Linked DNA regions of Mus musculus: region 2 is linked to region 1. The links are chromatin contacts, called in public Hi-C maps. All regions are on one chromosome and are shown on one strand. Each heading gives the region's core, a stretch centred on a gene start, on an enhancer-like site or on the middle of the called end of the contact. The rest is flanking DNA. Distances are from core to core; before and after follow the strand shown.

What was found. Hi-C and Micro-C count contacts between places; a contact is called where the count stands out from the background.
Region 2: a Hi-C map of uterus shows a contact between it and region 1. The contact joins the enhancer-like site here to the promoter of Crppa in region 1. A contact is called at or near these places in 1 of 484 Hi-C or Micro-C datasets (uterus), 3 of 115 datasets of contacts at active chromatin or transcription factors (cardiomyocytes, kidney and neural progenitor cells) and 2 of 9 other capture datasets (adipose tissue and liver).

Annotation. Positions count from the first base shown.
Region 1 is chr12:36,378,149-36,384,458 of GRCm38.p6, forward strand. It overlaps Crppa (CDP-L-ribitol pyrophosphorylase A), which reads left to right and starts at 3,302. Exons shown (of 10, transcript NM_178629.6): 1 at 3,302-3,876. The coding sequence starts at 3,626.
Region 2 is chr12:36,507,985-36,514,294 of GRCm38.p6, forward strand. All of the region lies in intron 6 of Crppa (CDP-L-ribitol pyrophosphorylase A), which reads left to right. Among named protein-coding and RNA genes, the nearest start is that of Crppa, 130 kb to the left of the region's middle. Within about 2 kb of position 2,232, at least 50 of the 459 cell types and tissues checked have an H3K27ac peak or open chromatin away from gene starts, as enhancers often do. A contact at or near this core is called in kidney and uterus, where this site is marked.

The sequences.
Region 1 (6,310 bases), core at 2,052-4,551:
CTACTTTTAACATACTTTGTGCACTTCTAAACACCTAGAAGGACTAGATGTTTCAGATGAGGACATGAATTTGTCCCCTATATACATAGTAGTACTGAAACCACACACATGTAACTAGTTAGATCTCCAAGTGTCTTCTGGTGAGGACATTCTGGTCTCCGACCTTTCTTCCCCTTCAGCCCATCTTGTGTCCCGTGACATAGGCACCCGTCACTTGGATGATACACTTTCACAACTCTTCAGAAGACAACCTTGCTATGAACTAACAGTCACCTGAATTTTTGATCTTAGCCATTCTGACTGGTGTAAGATGGAATCTCAGGGTTGTTTTGATTTGCATTTCCCTGATGATTAAGGATGCTGAACATTTTTTCAGGTGCTTCTCAGCTATTCGGTATTCCTCAGGTGAGAATTCTTTGTTTAGCTCTGAGCCCCATTTTTTAATGGGGTTATTTGATTTAATTATGGGAATGAATGGGTTTCTCTTTGAGATTTTCATTCCCAAATGAATGCTTGTGTTTACTCACATCTACCTTCTCTATGACCTTAGAGCTCTTTCCTCTTAGTCCACTTTAATGGTCCCCTGTGTATGAGAGAAAATGTGGTACTTGACATAATCCCCAGGGTCCTTCTACTCTGTGCAAATGGCATGACATGATTTTCTTCTTCATGGCCAAATATTCCATTACGGATGCACCATGCATTCCTTATTATTTTTTCATCTTGGACAGCTAGGCCAATTCTGTGTCTGTAAAATTATGACTATTGCCTTGATTAATAGGGCATGTACATTATTGTAATCTGAATTTATTTACTCAGGGAAGCACAAGAAAAATCTAGCTTGGTCATATGGTAGTCCACCTTTTAATTTTTGTGGTACTTCTATACTAACTCCTTGTGGTTGTTTGAATAGGCATGGTTCCCATACACTCTTCTGTGTGAATGCTTGGCTTTTAGGGAGTGTCATGATTGTAGAGAGGATATCGAGTGTATTGTATGGGTGCTTCACCTGTCAATTAAAGCAAAACAAAACCAATGGCCTATCGTGTAGAATAAAAAGTGGGACATCCAATAGGTAGAAAGAATTCTGGGATAGAGGGAAGTGGGAAGAATCTCAGGGGAAGATGTGAGGAGGGCAGACCCATGGTACCTCAGCAGAGAAACCAGTCATGTGGCAGAGTGTAGATGAGTAGAAATGGATTATTTTAAGTTATTAGTTAGGAAATAAGCCTAGATATATGGCCTAAGTATTTGTAAATATATTTTGAGTTTGAGTTGTTATTCTGGGAGCTTGAGGCTGAGGAAAACAGCCCATTACACATTATTAGGATATATGATCTTATTGGAGTAGGCGTAGCCTTGTTGGAGGAGGTGTCACTGTGGTGCGGGCTTTGAGATCTCATATGCTCAAGCTATGTCCACTGTGGCCCACGGTCCTCATTTCTGCTGCCTGCAGATCACTATGTAGAACTCTCATCTCCTTCTCAGTACCATGTCTGCCTGCATGCCACCATGCTTCTCATCATTACTATATTGGAGTGAACCTCTGAAACTGTAAACCAGCCCTAATTAAATGTTTTCCTTTATAAGAGTTGCTGTGGTCATGGTGTCTCTTCACAACAATAAAATTCTAACTAAAATAGTCCTATAAAACGGACTAATTTAAATTTCCATAAGCATACTAGGCTTCTTTGCCTGCATTCTTGCCAGCCCTTTTTTCTTGTAAAAGTTCCATCCTTTTGGGTGGCTCGCTCCATAACTCACGCGCTCATTTCACAAACCCTACATTTAACATATCCTACCATAATAAAACTTAATGGCTAACACCACAAGACACATAAATAATGTACCCCCATGCACAGATTTAAAAAATTCTAACCAGCAACCACATTGGAAAGGCCAAAAGCCATGGGTTTTATGGAGTCCAGTTCCCCTGGTCGTCTGTCTGCCTCTTGTGCTTTCTGCCTGCTGAGTGTGCTGCTGTCTCTGGGCTGGTCACTGGGTTTTGTAAGTAACATAATGTGTTAGTTCATAAGATGCGATGGAGCCTTCTCAAGAGTCTCCTTTGAGCAAGCTCTAACAAATCAAACACCCAACTCCCTAGCAAAGAGCTCTTTCCTAGACTCAATCAGTCTTTTTGCCCCCCCCCCCCCGCCCCCAGCTTCACTCTGTCTCTCAGTCTCTCTCTTCCTTGCACACTCCTGCCTCCTGGGAAGGAAACATTCAAGCATTGCAATACAAACAAGCAAGCTATAATGCTTCCTTTTCATCGAAGGGTCAAGAGTTCAACAAACTTCAGTTAACACAGAAGCTGTCCATTAGTCATAATGAAAGCAACAAAAGAAAGTGCTTTAGAATATTAGACAAAAGAGGGTAAGAGAAGAGAATTTTTAAAAAAATTTCGTATGCTTTCAATTGGCAAAGTTGATAAAAACAATGAGATTTAATACTATAACTGGGTAATTCAATCCTCAAGTTTTTGTTTTTATGATTCTAATTTAGCTATTGATGGGTGAAGATTGATAATATACATGGTCAAATAATTCCTTTTCCCTTGTCATTATTCAATCAGCAGTTCCTTCAGTAAGTATTAGGCCCCTGTCACATTCCTGAAGCTGGGCATACAACCCAAACCCAAAGCAAAGCTAGGGCATGCTCTCATGAATTCCACATTCCAGATCCTGAATACAGTGGTGCCTGGCACTCGGAGTACCCATTCTGTTTCATCAACATTTCCCAGAAGGATAGTCCTAAATAAGCACTAGATGAGCACCAGGCCTGAAACTTCTCAACGCTTGCTCGTTGCACCTCTAAACCGAAGATTTATGGTTGCCTTGCCATCATTGGCTGTGCAGTCTTACATAAGTTACTTAGCACCCACGTTCCCCTGTCAGTGAAAATGACCACTAGAGGTTTTTTTTTTTTTTTTCTTTTTCCTGTTAACAGGAGATGTGTGTTGATTATTCAGTAGTGAGTGTGGTTGCTGTCCCCCTCTGGTTACAATAAAATCACACTTGCCCAATAGAATCACCTGTGGAATTTAAAAACATTCAAATCTTAAAATCTTAAAATTTGAGTGTGGAATACAGAATTCAAGGACACTCTACTTGGTTGTTCAAAGGTGCAGACAGACAGGTCTGGGAATCAACCTTGCAGTACGGATTCTAGACTTTGCCTAGCCATTTGTCTTTCCACTTGGTAGAATCAGGGTGCCATCTGTGGATAACGAAATTCTTATGACCGAGGTGCACACATATGGGTCTTGAACTGTACCTTGAATACAATTATTTCCGACTTATCTAGAATGGGGCCCATGACTGTGCTGTGCATAGCTGCCTGTGTGTGACTGTCAAATCTGTAAGGACTGCTACTGCAGCCTCGGCTCGACCTGCCCGGAGGGATAGAGGGAAGAGCAGGAAGAGCATTGCTGCCTAGGGGCGCTGGGCCCAGGCTGGGAAGACAAGGCTTGCTGGCTTCCTCCGCGATCAGCACCCGAGGCCACTTTCCCCGAGTCCGCTCGGCGCCGTTCCTGGCCCAGTGCGACCCTTGATCTCGTCCCAGGGCCGGTGCTGGCGTCTCGCTCTCGGTTTCCATCTGCACCTCGAGCTTCTGCGCTCTGCCTGCTATGGAGCCTGGGCCGTGCAGCAGGCCCGCTGAGCCTGGGCATTGCGTGAGCGGCCCCGCGGGCGCGGGCTCAGCGTTCCCGGAGTCCCCGTTGTCCGTCGCTGGGGCGGAGCCCGGGAACCGCCCTGGAACCGTGGCCGCCGTGCTGCCGGCTGGGGGTTGCGGGGAAAGGATGGGCGTCCGCACCCCGAAGCAGTTCTGCCGGGTTCTGGAAAGGCCGCTCATCAGCTACACTTTGCAGGCTATGGAGAGGTAACTGGCGCCAGCCATCCGCTCCCCCCGAGCCCAGGATCATCCCCAACAGGCAGCGTGGCGGGCAGCGCCGGGCCTGGGGCCCTGGCTAACCAGTGCATGGGGACCCAGGGACTTTCGGTTCCCACGCAGGCCCCGCGGGGCCCGAGGAATACCTGCTCTAGGAGCGCCTGGGGCACAGTGCCACCGCGCATGCGTGAGCCTGAGAGTCCTAGCCGCACCTCCAGTTTCCTGGGCAGGCACGTTTCTTCTGGGAATCAGGCATGGCTAAATAACCAGGTAGTAGAGAGAAAAGCAGAGTTAATTCCAGCCTTTCAATAACGGGAGGTGATTGGATGGTGAGGTTGAGGCCAAGACACCCTAGAAAAGAGACTGAAATTAGTTGATTCCAGAAATAATGAGCAGTGTCAGGAAGGCTGTGAAGAAACTGTGAGAGGAGAAAAAGATGAGTTACTTGTGTTGTGATGTGATGGGGCTGAGGCGAGACTGAAAGGGAAGATTATGAAGGTGCTTAAGTTCTGCAAGATCTTTACTCTTTTGAAGTCAAATGGACAGTTGTGACGATGCCTTTAAACCTTGAATCGGACTGGTTACATTTCAAGATAGATGCCAATATTTAGCATAAGTAACGATTACAGGAGGCTTCCATAGAGACCACTGTCCTTGGCATTTTGTTCAGAAGAGTAACAACTCCCAATACACTTCAAAAAGTCAAAGGGACACAGTAATTTCTCAGGAGATTATTTTACTTTCCGAGCATTGGCATTTGGTAAATGGAAGTGCAGGGCTGCAATCATCCTTGATTAGAGTAATCAAGACCGGTGGTTACATCCGAAACTCAGTCAGACCTGGAAACGATTCCAGTTCCTACCCCTGTCTGTGTCTTTTATTTCTCTGCATAGTACAGGGGTTGCTTCATACCGCCATCTTACCAATAGCACACACCTCCAAAGTTCTAGCGCCACACTCATCCTGGCAACGCTGACCATCTTTCTAGAGATGGACAATGACATGGCTTGCAATGGATATTGGCAGCAGATCTCTGTCTGCTTGGTGGTTATATGCAGGGAGTTGTAGACTGTTTTTCATTTAACACTTTTTCCCTTGGGGGAATACTTTCAGTTAATTTGCATTTTTGCATGTACCAAGGTAGCCTGAGATAGGTGAACACTAAAAATTAAATCTTTTAATGTAAAAGAGTGTTTGGAAAGGGGTTATTTGTGGAAAATACAGCAAAAGGACATTTGCTTTCCATTTTTGCTTAATTTATTACAGCAGTTTGAAATCCTAATAGCCCATTAGGGAAATTGAAATAAATTATAACAGCTTATATAATTCAAGGAACATTCATTATGGGTTTTCTTCTTCTCTTTTTGGTTTATTTTTTTGTTTGTTTGTCGAACAAGGAACTGAGATCAGGAGTCTTGGTCCCTCATGCTTCATGACACCACTATCAATGAAGAAATTTTGTTTCAGGAAGCCATGTGATGAAAGTATTGTATGTCTAGGGCATACAACTCTGTGAAGAGGTCCAGTTCAGGATGATTGGCCTATGTACCCAATTTTTACTGGATTTGAAGTTGGAAATTGTTTTATCACTCATAGTCATTGACTCGGAACCCACAAATGTAGCATAGTAGCGTAGTCCCCACAGTGGGGTGACCTGAACCCTTTTGCGATGGGACTGGTTTAAACTCCACAGAAAGAAGCAGCAGCCACTACACTGATGAGTCAGAAACATATATTGAGGACCATACAGAATGCTGTTGCTCATCTTCCTGCCAGAGGAGAGGCAGGGTGATGGTATGTCTCTCTAGGTATGTGTAGGTATGTCTTTCTAGGTATGTCTTACATGTCTAGATGTCTCTCTAGGTAGGGTTATAGGATGGAATTGACTGTTTAATGAACTTTAGGTTAAGGACTGGGGTAAGTGTCTTTTACTCTGCTGGGTAACAGCTTTATTTACCTGGAAATGTTTAAGATGTTGACTGGGGTTAAAGTCAGCTAGGAAAAACCTGCAGCTAGCTGGGTCATAGAGGGTTAAAGCACTGCTTTTTACTGTTGTTGTTTGTTTGTTTTGTTATTGTTTTTTAAGATGAAAAAAAATGGGGTTGATGACTAGGGGACCATAGAAATACAAATTCTTACCAGTAATGAGATTTTTGGTTTCAAAATATTTAAGAGAAGGAAATGTTAATTAGAAGCGTAGGTTACTGTGGAATATCTTTTAAAGAGACAATATTATGACCACACAAGACCAAAGAATTGAGGTGACCTGCAGCTATGCTTATGTAGACGTAGGCTCTTCTTCCTCAGTCAGTAAGTGCTTTGACTGTCCCTTCCCTTCAACTCTTGAGGCTTCTTGAGCTCTCTTAGGTACCCTGCTTAAGACAACTTGTTCCTTGACATGGTTCATGCTTATCAAAAAATTATA
Region 2 (6,310 bases), core at 982-3,481, 130 kb after region 1:
GCTCTGTTGGGTGCTGTACCACGTAGCCGGTAGGCTTTTACTAGGTTGTAGGAGGAGCATGAAGGAGTTTCGAGCTGTGGCCTTGTGAAACCCCAGAGTCCTGCAAGCAGAGCTTAAAGGGAGTTGTAAAAGTACAGGAGAATGAAGGGAGAGTGGGCAGTGAACACTGTGTAAAAGATGCAGTAGGGAACAAACGTTCTACTGAGAACTTTGCCAGAAGCCATTCATATTATACTGTGGGAAAGAATTGGCAATATCATTCTTGTGTCTTGAAAGTTTTTGTGAGGTGGAATTCAGAAGTAATGGGATAATTGGTAAAGGAAATTTCAAGACAAATGAAACATTTAGTCTCTACCACTGTCTAGAGCCAGATTTATAGTCAGAGATGAGAGAAAGTGGAGCAGAAAGACGTGAAAATCATGCATGCTAGCAAGGAAAGGGCCATGCGCACAAAGTAGTTTTGGGCAAAGCAGAGTTCCCATTATGAATACTGGCCTAAAGAGAACCCTTGAACTGTCCTTTGCAGTGGCAGCGTGAATGGTGGCCAATGAAGAAAGTGTTCTCTTGGTTCCTCGACATTGACATAGAAGGTTACAGTCATGATAGAAAGTAGTCCCTCTTGTGGCTCATCTTCATCTAGAGCTTGTAGCAGGGTTTGGCATTGTCCACAGGGTGCTTGTTTTACTAGCATGCACAATGTATGGAAGTTTGCACCAAGGTTTTAGAAAGCTCCTATGGTAATCTGTTCCTGCACAGATGAGCTTCTTGGTGGGTCAAACATGGAGCTGTAAGTTAAAGGCAATGGTACCATGTTGTTGGAGATAGCACGACTCTTGAGGAACTGCTTCAGTGACTGTAGATTGCTCTAGAGAGTGTGTGTGTGGTGCTGCTATCCCCAGGGTGGGAGACATCTGTAGCCCAGATGATTTTAACATGAGTTTTTGATGTCAGACATGTTGCTATAGGTTTGCTGCTTGCCCTGCTGAGTTTTGACTTGCTTTGAGCTAGTCTATCTCTTATATTCATATTTTATTTCCTTTAGGAATGGTGGTGTTTTCTTAGGATCATTGCACTATGGAAGTTAAAGGCAGATTAAATCTTATTCTCTTAAGGTTTTGCCCTCAGGTAGCCCCTCACCGTCAGAAGAAAATTACCAGTCCTCGGTCACTTTATTTTAACTCTGAAAATGTGGAAAGTATCTATGCTGCTGTAAAAGTTTTGAGTGGTGTGTAGGTAGAAGGTGCGATTAGCTTTTCATTAGTTACTTAATTCATTCGTTCACTTACAAGATAGTCAATGCCCATTATAACTCAACCATTGACTATAGAGAGTTGAGCTAAGCAGGTGCTACTCTTAAGGAGCTATCTGTTAAATTATGTAATAATACAGTACACAATAATACCCTAAGGGATACAACTGTGTCCTCAATGGGGTGGTTCTGGAAACCAGTATTGGGTGACGAGAGGATAAAGCAAGCACCAACAATGCACAGGAAATTTGGGATTGGGTGAGCTATGCTCTCTCTGATGGAGCAACACCAACGATGTACAATAAACAGAATGCCAGAAGTAGAAGGTAGGGAGGTGCTGTAGGGAGCAGTCTCAAATTGCAGGCATCCAGAGGAATAAGCTGCAGTGTGTAGTTTTTCTATGGTTCCCATGGATCTGAACCATCAAGAGTTCTTGGCATGGAAAGAAAAATACCCTATGCTTAGATAAAAGAATCATGGAAAACAGTTCGGGGAGTTAAAGTCACTGAATGAACTGTCTCAACAGACATGTCCTTTAATTAAGCCTAAAAGGGGAATCCGCTGTTACTTAGTTAAAGGCCAAACTCAAAGGAAACATGCGATGGAAGATACATGAGGAGCCTCATGAAAGGAGAGTAAAATGGGGTTGGATGGTTAAAGTGGAGATGGATCAGGGGGAGGAGATAAGGGTAGAGGTAGGAACAAAGCCAAAGGCAGCCTTATAGACTGTGCACGATTGTATTTCGCCTGTATTATATCCTGCTTCACCGCAAAATAAGGTAAAGAGGAATTGCACTGAAGACTGTCCAGTTGTCTTCAAGGAGAGTATTCACACTGGCTGCTGCTGAATTGCTACACACAGGAAAATCTGTGGTGGTGGTTAGGGCTTTTTTTTTTTTTCGCATTAGTCATAAGAACACTTAAGTACATTCAGTTCAGATTGCATTCCTGGAGCAAAAGGGATGAATGCCGTAAGGAAGGCTGGCCTACACGGTACAAGCGTTTTATGTACTTGGCTGATCCACCACTTCCTGTTTCCTGGAGACCAGAATTTAATTACTGTTTTCTCTAACCTCAAATGACAAGCTGTGTTTAACTGAAAATCCTTCCCTTTCTGGGTCTAAGGCAGGGTCTGCTTTTGTTGGAGTTGTGCGCTAATGCTTGAATGATTTTTCCCGTTGGCCTGGTGGTTGAGTGTAGTGTGTAGTTCTGTGCCTTTTGTTACAGTGTGCAGAAATGGGTGTAGTGTTAGTGTGTAGGACTGGGCCATCGGTAACAGTGTGCAGATCAGTGCCTTTTCTTACAGTCCTTACCAAACTCAATTTATGGCAGTAGGAAAACAAAACTTCAAGATTAGAAAAGAAGCCAAAAGAAAGGCAGATATGAAGCAGAGCAACTGTAGCCTTAGTAACAACTTCAGACTTAAAAACAAAAATTAAATATAAATATTTTATTATACATAATAATATCTTGATCTGAAGATTATAAACTTTTTGGGGGGTACTGAACACAGTTAATAGTGAATGACATGCTAAAGCTAGTTGGGGTTTTTGGGGGTATACTCTGAACAGAGGCAAGGACTCATTCAGGATATCAGGGTGAGTGTGTGCATGTCTTCGTTGTGTGCGCGCGCGTGCCTGTGTGTGTGTGCATGCACGAGGGTAGAAACTGCCTGAAGGTCATTCTGCTACATTATATTAGATTTATTTAGACATCCACCAGAGGTTCTGATGTGTACTAGAGGGGAAAGGAAGTCCAGGTGTAGTGGACCATAAGTAACTCAAGCTGCTGTTGATTGCGCTCGTACTATATCCAATGAAATTAGTTTTTCATTGGTTGTCATGGTTTTAGAACATGATTATGTGAGAGCTAGGGTAATCTCTAACTGTAACTTGGCGTGTTTTTTTTGTTTTAAAAATATTTTTGCTTTTTAATATATTATATTATTTTATGTAGTAAATTTTATGTTCTTTATGAATAATTTTTTAGATTAAAATTGAAAATTACCCTCTTCCTGCCAAGCCCCATATACTCTACTTGCTCTCTTAAGAAGATCATTTATAAAAATGTTTTCTGTATTCTTGTCTATATAAGAATGATGCCAATGTTTCTAAGTGCTAACAAATATAATGTTGAGTATTCAGAATATAGAACAGTAGAACATCCAGAGTCATTAGCCAATGTTATTATTATTTTCATGAAATTAGTTCTTCTTGTGCACATCAAAATATTATTTTAATAAAAACAGGAAGTAGCCATTATAGGAAGTTCATACAGGACATTGTTCCCTTAGAATAACAGCATAACACAGCATAACATTTCACTTTTCACTTAATAACATAAGGACTGGAATTCAGGACCCTGCACTGAAGAACCAAAACATTCCTCCCCTCTCCATAAAGCTAACTAGTATATCTAACTGTTATAACTAGTATATCTAACTGTTATAACTAGTATATCTAACTGTAATAACTACTATATCTAACTGTTATAACTAGTATATCTAACTGTTAACCTTTGATAGTTAATTTCTCTCCCCCCCTTGCGTCCTTCTCTCCTTTTCTCTCTACTCTTCCATCCTTCATATATATATATATATATATTCCTCTCTGTGTACAGTGTGTATATGTGTTCCTATATGTATGCAGGTATGCATGCAGTTTCATGTATGTGAAGACCAGAAATTGGGAATCTTCTTCAACTTCTCACCCCAATTTTGGAGATGAGTCCCTCACTGAGCCAGGAATTCACCGATTCAACTAGACTGGCTTGCCAGAACACTTTAAGGATTCTCCTGTTTATGCTTCCCTGGTGATGAGATTACATATAGTCACCACCACAAGCATCATTTTACGTGTACTCTGGGGCTCTGATGTTAGGTTAGGTCCTTAGGCTTGCATGGCAAGCACATTACCCACTGAGCCATCTCACCCAACCCCTTCCTTTCATTTTCTTAATCTTCAGCCTGGCCTGGGACTTAGTAGAACTCATTACGTAGCCCATTTTCTTCACACTTGCAATCATACTTCCTTAGCCTCTCAACTGCAGGACTGCACTATGTTTAACCACGCCTGGCTTTGGATGAGCTTACTAAACGGCGCATACTGAACATTTGAATTTTAAAAAATCAAGATATAGTTTTAGTTCCTAACGTAATTTTACCATTCTGAATGGATTGTTTTGGTCTAGTTAGAATGCACATGACTCTTAAAAATATCACTTAAGGCTTCATCTAATAATTGTTAGGAGATTCACTTCACCTGTTTATTTTCAGTATAATTCTACTTTAAAGTGCAAAATGGTTGGTTATTCCATTGTTCCAGTGGCTCTAGCTAAGTTATCATTCTAGGGTATGATGCCTCTATGATAACTGAAGTACAGTACTCCTTGGAGCTTATGAATGAATTATCTATGGAGTTTTGACACCCAAAAACTTGTTTCAGAGTCCCCAAACTAGAACTTGCCCATCTTCTTTTCCTTTGTTACAATGACACTCTACAACTGCGGTGACTACATAGTATTGGTGAGTCAAGACCCTGCACAATCTATACTGAGCATCTCTCTTACAAATATATTGCCTTCAAGTGTCAGTATGTTGTCTTATTTGTACCTCAACATTCTGCAGCTTTCACTTTTCCTTTGTCCCGGGGTACTTGATTTTATGTTCTTAGGCTTGGTACTTTCTCTCTATCCTCACATATTTGGCTTCGGTTTTCTATTCCTCATAAATCTGCACGGACCCACTGACTGTGGTGTCAATCCTCATAGCCTGCTTTGTACTGTACCTAAGGATAGTGCCTTCATGAACTCTTTTCACAGATCCCTCACACAGCTTTGTGTATGCATATACATATGTCTATGTGTATAAATCACTGTGGTTAATGATGACAGAACTATGTTGAAGGAAACTTCTGTAATATCTCTTTGCCTGGACATCAGCCAGATACATTTCTGTAGATAAACAGGTAGCTGCTGGGTATCCATCAATCATGTGAAGAATTGCAAAAAGTTTAAAACCCTGAGCACACTCAAGAAGTTGTAACTGATTTCATAACTGGAGCAAAGACTATGTTCACAAGAGGAGAGGACACAGGGATTGCAGGATTGCAGATGCTGCATTATTTAGTAGCTGACGTGAGTCAGCAGTAGAGATGCAATGCTACGTAATTACAAGAGAGGCTTTGATGGAGAAATGAGCTCTAGATGGTCAACCAGCATTGGGGTAAAGAAGTGGATTCGAATTAACATGCAAAATATTCAGGAAATTCAGTAATTGAGCCTTACATCTCTCTCTCTTCTTAAAATATTTATTTATTTATTTATTTATTTATTTATTTATTTATTTATTTATTTATTTATTGGATTTTAGAGACAGGGTTTCTCTGTATAGCCCTGGCTGGCCTCGAACTCAGAAATCCGCCTGCCTCTGCCTCCCGAGTGCTGGGATTAAAGGCGTGTGCCGCCACCATGCCCGGCTTTTTTTTTTTTTTCTCCAGTGAAGAGATCCCTGCTTTAAAAATTACCTGAGAGTTCAGGAGATAAATCAGTCCGTAAAAAGGGCTTGCTTTGCAGGCACTAAGATTGAGTTCATTCCCCAGAACCCATGTAAATAAACTGAGTGTGGCAAGATGTGCTGCAATCTCAGAGCAGACATCTCCTGGATGTCCAGCCAGGAACATCGCTGGGGCTTGCTGATCATCAGCCTAGGCTGCTTGGGAAGTTTCAGGCAGGTGAGGAGCTTTGTTTTTAAAAGGTTCATAATACCCGAGGAGTTTTGTCTGAGGTCCTCTTCTGGCCCTTATACCCATGCACACCTGAACACAGATTAACCTGCACAAAATACATATAATATAGGCTGAGACATTCATACTTAAATATTTGTGACATATGGTTCTGTTTTTATATGTTTCTGCAAATACAATCTAATTTTAATGTTTGTAAATAATTTGGGCCAGTATACTAAATAATACTCATTTAGCAGGTTACTAATAATATCTTATAATGGAAAGTTGTATGACATGGGATATTTTTAGACAAACAAAACAAATCTATAATCTCAAT